Regions from separate parts of the Gossypium hirsutum genome. Here region 2 is linked to region 1. A link is a contact called in public Hi-C data. All regions are on one chromosome and are shown on one strand. The core of a region is the stretch at or near the end of the contact, and the rest is flanking DNA. Distances in the headings are between cores, read along the strand shown.

Region 1 (4,362 bases), core at 723-3,222:
GTATGGTTTTACTTTGGGTGGAGCAGCTATTTCCTGGAAGTTTACTAAATAGACTTGTATTACTCAATCCATGATGGAGTTAGAGTTTATAGCTCTTAACTTAGCCAGGAAAGAGACCAGGGAACTTAGGAATCTACTTGCAGAGATTCTTTTATGGGAAAAGTTGGCACCTCCCGTATCTCTATTATATGACTCACAAGTCTCATTTTGCGTGGTTAATAGCCAAACTTACAATGGAAAGAAAAGGCATATTTGAATAATATATGAATCTGTAATACACTTAATAAAAAATAGAGTACTCGTTTTAGAGTACATGATGTCTGAAAGGAACCTAATTGATCCACTAACCAAAGGGTTTAGTAGGAAAATGGTTCTTGATTCGTTGAGGGGGATGTTTCTTAAACCTAGTGGTTAAGTAATTCATGGTGGATACCCATTTAGTTTCCTAAGTTCAATGTGGTTAAAAGAAACCATGGAAAGACTCATAGTGTACATTTTACCTATCTCTATGGCGAACGATGTACATGCATAAGGTTTAGTTATTACTTTTAATGAATTCATAGCCTAGAGTTTGGGCGGTATTATTAAGACAGACTTGATGAATTTACTGACGTGTAAGGTTGAGTTTCTTACTCTTAATGAGTTCATATACTAGAGTTTGGGTGGTCCTATTGAGATGGACTTGATGAATTCACCAAACTTAAATTTGAGAGGATGAGCTTAATAAAATGCTCTTAATGATTTCATAGCCCTTATTTCGGTTGGTCTATATTGAGATAGACTTGATGAAATTACTTACGTAAGTGTGAAGAACTAGCCACCTTCTAAGAAAGATATTGGGCAATCTTTCTAAGCACTTACCAACATCCCAAGATGTATTGCCTAAGACATGTTGATCTATCGCGGAACATCAATTGGTTCTGAGATTAGTCGTGCGTCATGAGTTAATCCTTATCTTAACAAGTTCAAGATTCGTTCACTTGTTAAAGAGAAGAATCACTCATTTCTCTATGTATTAGTTCAAATCCACAAGATACTAGTGCTTAAGCGGCTAATTTTGCTATTGCTCTTCTTGTGTCTTACCTTTTTCTTATGTTTACAAAATTTTATGATTCTTTTCCATTTGTGAGGGAAAGTTGGTAATGCAAAAGAAAAGGACAATCCCACATTGGTTAGGCATAAGCTTTTAAAAGGGTTTATGAATAGACTTGACTCTTTTTCTCACTTAGTAATTGGAGCTAAAGGTCTAACACACGCGCATTGCTGCCCAGCCCAATTCGTGCCTATATTTTATATTTTTGCCTCTACGATTTTACTACTTTACCCTTCAAAAAACTGTATGAATAAAGGGTCAGTTCTCTCATTTTTCATAACACAAAAAACAAAGAAAATACAATTCTCTCATTTCTCTCATTCTTACTCTCTAAAATTTCGATGTTTTATTAAATTACATTATTGTGATATTTCATCTAAGAGATTGGGTTTTAAGCGGGATTGTCTATGATTCCTCCAATATTTCTTGGGAACTGAACCTATTATGGTTTATCCGAATTTTTTTCAGTTTATTTCCCGATTCTTTTGAGAAAAGCAATTCCAATCGTTGTTTCACCTTATCTATATGGGTGATCGAATATAAAAGTACTATGTTAACCTTGCGGGGGTGATGTAAGTTACTTTTTTTTGGATAAAAAGACCCAAAGGTCAATATCATTTTATAGCATCCCGTAAAATAAAATCATGAATTTCCGAAGGATAATCCATATCAAAATCTGTAATACAATTCTGGACATTAGCCCAATTACAAAGACTATCCGCAACTTTGTTACAACCACGCGGGGTCCAAACAAAACTAAAGCTAAAATTACAGCACTGTTTTAGCTTATTAATGATGTACTTGATGCAATGACCCATAGTAGAATAGTCAATTTTTATTTTATTGAGTCGGTTGATGAATCCCACACAATCCGACTCAAAAATCAGCTTGGTCCAACTTTTAGTCTGGGCAAAAATAATGCTCTCCTCTGGCGCATGCAGCTCGGCGCATTCGGCTTGAACTTTCTTCTCCAGCACACCCGCTTGACCGCCGAGAACAAAGCCTTCATGGTCCCTCGCCACAATACCGAAGCAGATCTTCCTCCTATTCATATTAGCGTCGAAATTAATTTTAACCGTCCCTTAGTCAGGCTTCCGCCAGCTCTGCTCTCTCTCTAGTTTCAGAATCATCAGGCACTCTAAAAAGTTGAATATACGGAAATCACGACTTAAAGTAGCAGTACTGTCCCAGGTCACCATGGCATCGTCCTCCTTGTCATGGAAAACTTTATTATTCCGACTATTCCAAATGTTCCACAGCACCGTAATCAAGTCAGAGAGCGCCTTCTTATCCAGCATGCGAGCCACATCCTCGAGCCAATCCACACATCTACTGTAAGTGCCTTCGAGAACTTTATTATTTAAACCACCATAAACCAAGACCGCCCTAGCCCTCGGGCAATCTCTCATAGCATGGATGAGGGTCTCCTTGTCGCTCTCACATCTCGGGCAATTGCTATTAACCTCCTTCCGAATGCTAGAAATTTTCTCATACGAAGGGAAAATATCATGCCCTAAATGCCAGCAAAAAATCTTAATTTTCGGGAGGGTTTGAATTTTCCAGGCCAATCTCCAAAAGTTCCTATGAGGGCCATACCCCACATGCTTCAGCGTCAACCAAGAGTAAACAGACTTGGTAGAATAGTAACCAAAGGGGTTATGGTACCAGATATAATAATCATCAGGACTATTATGGAAAAGGGGGATTTTACATATTTGGTCCCCCAAAAAATCACCGTAGATCTCAAAAATCCTACTCTTGTTCCAACTGACTTTTTCATTATTCAATAGGTCACTCACCTTGTTCACTTGGACCGCTTGTCTATCAAGCCTGATTGAGGCACCCGAAAGCCCTTCGAATCCCCAATTGTCACGCCAAATGTCAATCTTATCCCCCAACCCACGGTCCAACCAAAACCCTCATACAAAATACTCGCGGCTTTAGAAATGCTCTGCCACGGGAAAGAGGGTTTATCAACCTGCTTCGAATGAAGGACATCTCCGTCCAGGAAATATTTTTCCCTCAGCACTCTATAGCAGAGCGTGTCTCTACAGCTCATAAGGCGCCACACCTGCCTTCCAAGCAAAGCCACATTAAAGCGCCGAAGGTCCCTGAACCCAAGACCCCCATATCTGTAAGGAAACACATACAGTCCCACGAGAGCATATGCCAGCTTCTATTACGATCTTTTCCACCCCACCAGACCCAAGCAACCATAGACTGAAGGTCCTCCAAAACGCTATTTGGGGTATAGAAAACCAAGAAAGCATAAGAAGGGATGGCTTGAAGAATCGACTTGATGAATATTTCTTTCCCACCGTAGGATAAAAGCCTCTTGGACCAGCTATTAATCCTATTAGCCATGTAATCCAATATACTTTTGAACGCTTCAGACTTCTTCTTACCAACCGGGATAGGAAGGCCCAGATAAGCATCAAGACTAGTCACCACTTTCATCTTAAGTAATCTGCTAAGACTTTTGCGCTGGGAAGCAAGGGTGTTGGGGCTAAAATACACCATGGATTTTTCGAAGTTGATGCGTTGACTCGACATTCGTTCAATGGTTTCCAGGATCTTTGTGAACGCCAGCACTTCACTTTGTTTATTCCTAACAAACAAAAGGGCATCATCAGCAAAGAAGAGATGATTAATCTTGGGGCCATTAATATTAGCTCGGATGCCCTTAATAGTATGAGACTCTTGCGCATGAATAAGCATATGAGAAAGGGTATCCATACAGAAGAGGAACAAATAAGGAGAAAGAGGGTCCCTTTGCCGGAGCCCCCTCTCCAAGATAACAACATCAGAAAGATACTTATTGCATTTAACCCTATAATGGACAGTACACACACAATCCATGATTTTATTAATCCAAACAGAGGGTCATAAGCTTTGCTCATATCGAGCTTGACCACACATCATTTATTCGGGCTATTTTTTGAGCAGCTACGGAGATAGTGCACGAGCTCATGGGCCATTAAAACATTGTCGTGGATCATCCGATTAGGGACAAAAGCGCTTTAGTTTTGGCTTATGCACAGATAGAGGACCTCCTTAAGCCGATTAGCAAGAGTCTTTGCAACCATTTTGTAGATCACCCTGCAAAGACTGATGGGACGGAAGTTAGCCATTTCACAAGGATTTTTAATCTTTGGGATCAAAACAATTAAAGTTTCATTAACACAACCGACACTTTTCTCGCCCTTAAGAATATCATGGCATAATTTCAGGACGTCATCTCCCACCGTGGACCAATGATCCTTAAAAAA
Region 2 (4,362 bases), core at 875-3,374, 100 kb before region 1:
TCTTTTTGTACAATTAATATTTTAATGATTTAACATTGAATTTATTGATATAATTGTACTTTCCATACATATAAATTCTTAAATCGATCTTATATCTCTATTATATCTATTTAAAATACTTTCTATATATTAATATATTGAAATTTTTTTATATAAAATAAATTGTTAAGAAATTTTAATTTACATCAAAATAAACATGCATGTCTATATGAATAAAATATTAAATTCAACGATGGATTATTAACTATTACATATCTTCATCATTATGTAGCTCAGTGATGTTTTTTCCTTATGTTCAAGATATTTGCACCTTCAATTTGAATATAACTAAAGTCATCACATTAATGTCATTGTATTTTTTCTTGTAGAACTCCCTTACACTCTTAACTTTGCAAGTTTTCTATTTGCATCAAACTTTTTCCTTCTCTTAGTCAACTTCGTGAATGCTCTATTAAAGTTATGAGCAAGTAAAAACTCTTACAATTCTTCTATGGGAGATTTACCCTTAATTGTAACTAGAGCTAAAGCTTACAAAACAATATTTTTCTCGCCTTTGACTTTGTTTTTTCATTATCTTATCAAGATTCATTTTAAAAGTTGGTAATAAACTTCTGAGCTCATCAATTCTCAATTTGTCTATCTCCTTTACCTTTTTAATTGTAGTAATTTTGATTGTAATTTTCTTAAATAAAGTCAAAACACCTTCTCAAGCTTCAAATTTAAGTATTCTTTATCCAAGTGTATAGGTTTGGCTCTTTAATTAAAATAATATAAATTTAAAAATTAATTACCCAAATTATTTACGAGAACAATACTTTTTGAACCGTGGTATAAATGTTTGGCACCAAATCGCCATTTTAAAGGGTGATTTGAATAATTTTTTTTTCAATGTCATGTTAGTACGAAGGAGGCAATAATCTGAATCAATCAACAGGCTTAAACCCTATTTAATTTCCCCATTAAAATCCCATCCCCCTTCAATCCCCTATGTAAAAGCCCAGCACTATTTTTAAACTAGTGCGAAAAAAATCACAAACAATTTTTCTCATCATTAATTTTACTTAAGCTACTTTTCTCTATTTTCCATTTCTTTTAAAGACAAGTTTTGTCAACTTCAACAATCGACTTACAATTAAGAAAATGTTCAGAATAAATGATGAAAGATTTTTTTTTTCCTGGCACTGGTTGGTAAGCTTGGTTGTATGCATCAAGTGTTTGTAGCCTAATCTTAGTTCCCGACGTTTACTCTTGCATCGCAACCAACCATGACTGAAGTCGCCTTACTCGTAACTTTTCCAATTCTACATTTGGCATCAACATATGGCTAGTTAATATATCTGAATATTCCGAGAACTTATGTGTATGCGCTGCAACAGGGTTGACATTTAACATATGGGCCGAGAGTTTGTTCCGTATAACAATGCCACTAGCAAGCTGCCTAGACTAAGGGACATCATCATAATCATTGCCCTCTTCTTCATCTTTGACGTCATCAGGAACCGCATTAGCATGGGGGTCACTGAATTCATCTACCTCCGTATCAAGTTCCTCACCGTGATTAGGAGCTTTTGCACTATCCTCTTGAATCCCTAATTCAGATTGAAAACCACATATCAATGGTTGTATCTCGTAAGATGCACCTAGATTAGGGGTGCTATACGTACCAAGTGAATAATATGGATTGCCTTCAAATGTCAATATTGCACCATATTTATACGTTTCTATTAAACCAACGTTAATATCAAAGTTGTAATCGCATACAGTACATGGTCTACCCACTAAAAATTTTAGTGTTTTCATATACAAGTCTTGAGCACCATATTATTAATTTAATGGTGTGGGATTTTGAAAAATAACTCTAATATCACCGTTCAATCTTTACAAATATCTATTTATATATATAGATAGATGTATCTCAAGTACTTGCCTCAAATTTATCCTTGTTACTTATATTGGGAAACGAATATGAAACGCATTTTATGTTTTCCTTTCATGTCATTAAGTACGAAGAAGTTTGCATATGGCTGGCCACTCAAATAATTATCTTTTTAAGAGTGCTACTTACATTACGCCAGAAAAAGAAAATCCAAATCGGCCCAGCCTATAACCTGTTGTAGAATCAGAATGGATAGGAGGGACTATTAGCCTAACAAGTTTGACCCTTGTTATTGCTGGGCTCTAAATAGTGGCTGTACTATATGTTTAAATTTGTTGTTTTGTAATTGAATTCATGTAATAATCTATACCAAGGCACGCGTGTACAATGCCATCTCATTATAAGTTTATGGTCAATTTACAATTTTGATCTCTCTTTTATACTATTTAACATTTATATTTTTTTGGAAGAAAAAGTTATTCGGTAACTTCATAAATTTATAAGAATTCACCATTACAAAGTCCTGTAGCACGTAAAAAAGAGTGTCGAAACTGTCTCTAAAAAAAGAAAAGTTGAAATTGTGGTTATTTAAAAAATATGTTAGTGTGGAGCTCAAATTTTGTATTTTTGTATTTTTTTTACCAATTTTATATTTTTTTAATTTATATTTTATATGTTTTTAATTTTTAATTTAAACTTTATACGGATTTCATTTTATTTTTTGGTTTCACCTACCAATTTTTATATGTTTTTTAATTTAAATTTTATGTATTTCTATAATAATCTCTAACTTGTGGGTAAATTTTGTTGAATATTTTTAGAATTAAGATTAAATTGATAAAATGTATAAAATGTTAAAATGTTAAAAATTAAATTTATTATTTCACCAATTAAAATATGATTGCATCAGCATTGTATCTAGTGACCAAAGGTATTTAACTGTAGGTTAACTAAAAACTTACAACTTATCTAAAAAAAAACTAAAATAACAAGTTTTTTAAATGAGTAACCAAAATAAAAATACAGATAAACTTGAGTGATTATTTAAGTAGTTTATCCTAAAAAAAATTATAACATACCAAAATATTTTCTTTTCTTATTTTTGGATAATTGATAAATAGTGGACTTTTCATTCCATTACGAGAAACTATTGCATGCCCCAAATCAGTGTAAGATATTGTTGGAACATAGGATGCCAATGCTATAATATTGTCTCGCAAACAATGACTTCTACAATCAAAATATTAAGCCGAAACGCGTGCTAAACAGTGATGATGAGTTGATGGGGCTGCGGTAAAAGGTTGTTTCATCAAATTTTTTTATGTAATAAAAAAATAAATATTTCTTTTCAGCACCAAACTAATTACCTTTTTTGATGCCTCTCCTTACATTTCCTTGTTTGTTGCTTCATTAAAGCTTTAGATTTGATCGTTTTAGGTGAAAGCTTTGTCAGTTTAGATATACAAAGATTTCAGTTCCAACACTAAAATATAACAATAGTTTATTCTTATGCAAAAACAAAACCAAATATTATAAAAATATATTTTACTCTGAACTAACATGATTTTATGTTTCATGTCTCTATTTTATTTTATTTTAACTATATTTTATATAACTATATCGTGTTTAAAATTATCAAAGATTATTGGACATGGTTAGAATACATTTGACTTTGAAATTGAAAAAAAAAATTGTTGGTAACTATATGAAGTGAGGTGACGAAGACGAAGATGAAAGGGGAAGTGGTGGGTAGTGGTGAGAGATATCATATCAAATGATATCAAAGTAAGGTAAATAATATGGGAATGGGATCCCACATCGTCCCTTCCTAATAATAACCCTTTTAGGACCCACCAATAAAGGGGTGGTGGAGGTGAAGGAAAAAATCTTACACCAAGTTTTGGGTTGTCTTTTTCTTCTTTCTTTGTTTTTGACTTTTTTTTTTTTTTGAAAATTTCCATGGCTCCTTTTAAGCTTATACGAATTAAGTGCTGAATTTCAAAGGTAAAAGCATTTAATATTGTTTTTGCATTAATATTAGTAGTGTTGATTAGTGCATACCATTGCCATCTTAATTAAACAATTTAAGCTATGTTTTCTTTTTATGTGTTTCGATAAATGTTTAAGCGATGTTTAGTTTGTAGAAGGTTTAAGGTTCTAAAATTCTTCATTTTTTTTAAGAAAAAAATAATTAAGTAATTTTTTTACTTAATTGGATACTTAAATTTTTAAAATACATAAAAAAAGACCTTACATTTAAAAAAAAGTAATTAAGTTTTTTTTTACTTAATTAGATACTTGAACTGTCAAAATGCATCAAAAATGTCATTTGGCAGTTAAAATTAATCGTTCCTAATTTTTTTCAGTTAAAGCCACAACGTGTTACAATCACAATACGACATGTGGCAAAAAAGGATGAAAAATAAAAATTAATTAAACTTATAAAAATTATAAAATTTTAATAAAAATATAAAAATATTAAAAAT

Evidence for each region. A called contact is a pair of places that touch in the nucleus more often than the background predicts.
Region 2: a Hi-C map of leaf shows a contact between it and region 1, with 3 times the contacts expected there. The contact joins two enhancer-like sites. A contact is called at or near these places in 6 of 34 Hi-C or Micro-C datasets (leaf and an unstated tissue).

The regions. Positions count from the first base shown.
Region 1 is chrA11:16,392,696-16,397,057 of Gossypium_hirsutum_v2.1, reverse strand. No RefSeq gene overlaps it. Among protein-coding and RNA genes, the nearest start is that of LOC107922985, 8.7 kb to the right of the region's middle. Within about 2 kb of position 1,972, at least 5 of the 9 cell types and tissues checked have an H3K27ac peak or open chromatin away from gene starts, as enhancers often do. A contact at or near this core is called in leaf, where this site is marked.
Region 2 is chrA11:16,494,178-16,498,539 of Gossypium_hirsutum_v2.1, reverse strand. No RefSeq gene overlaps it. Among protein-coding and RNA genes, the nearest start is that of LOC107924202, 14 kb to the right of the region's middle. Within about 2 kb of position 2,124, at least 3 of the 9 cell types and tissues checked have an H3K27ac peak or open chromatin away from gene starts, as enhancers often do. A contact at or near this core is called in leaf, where this site is marked.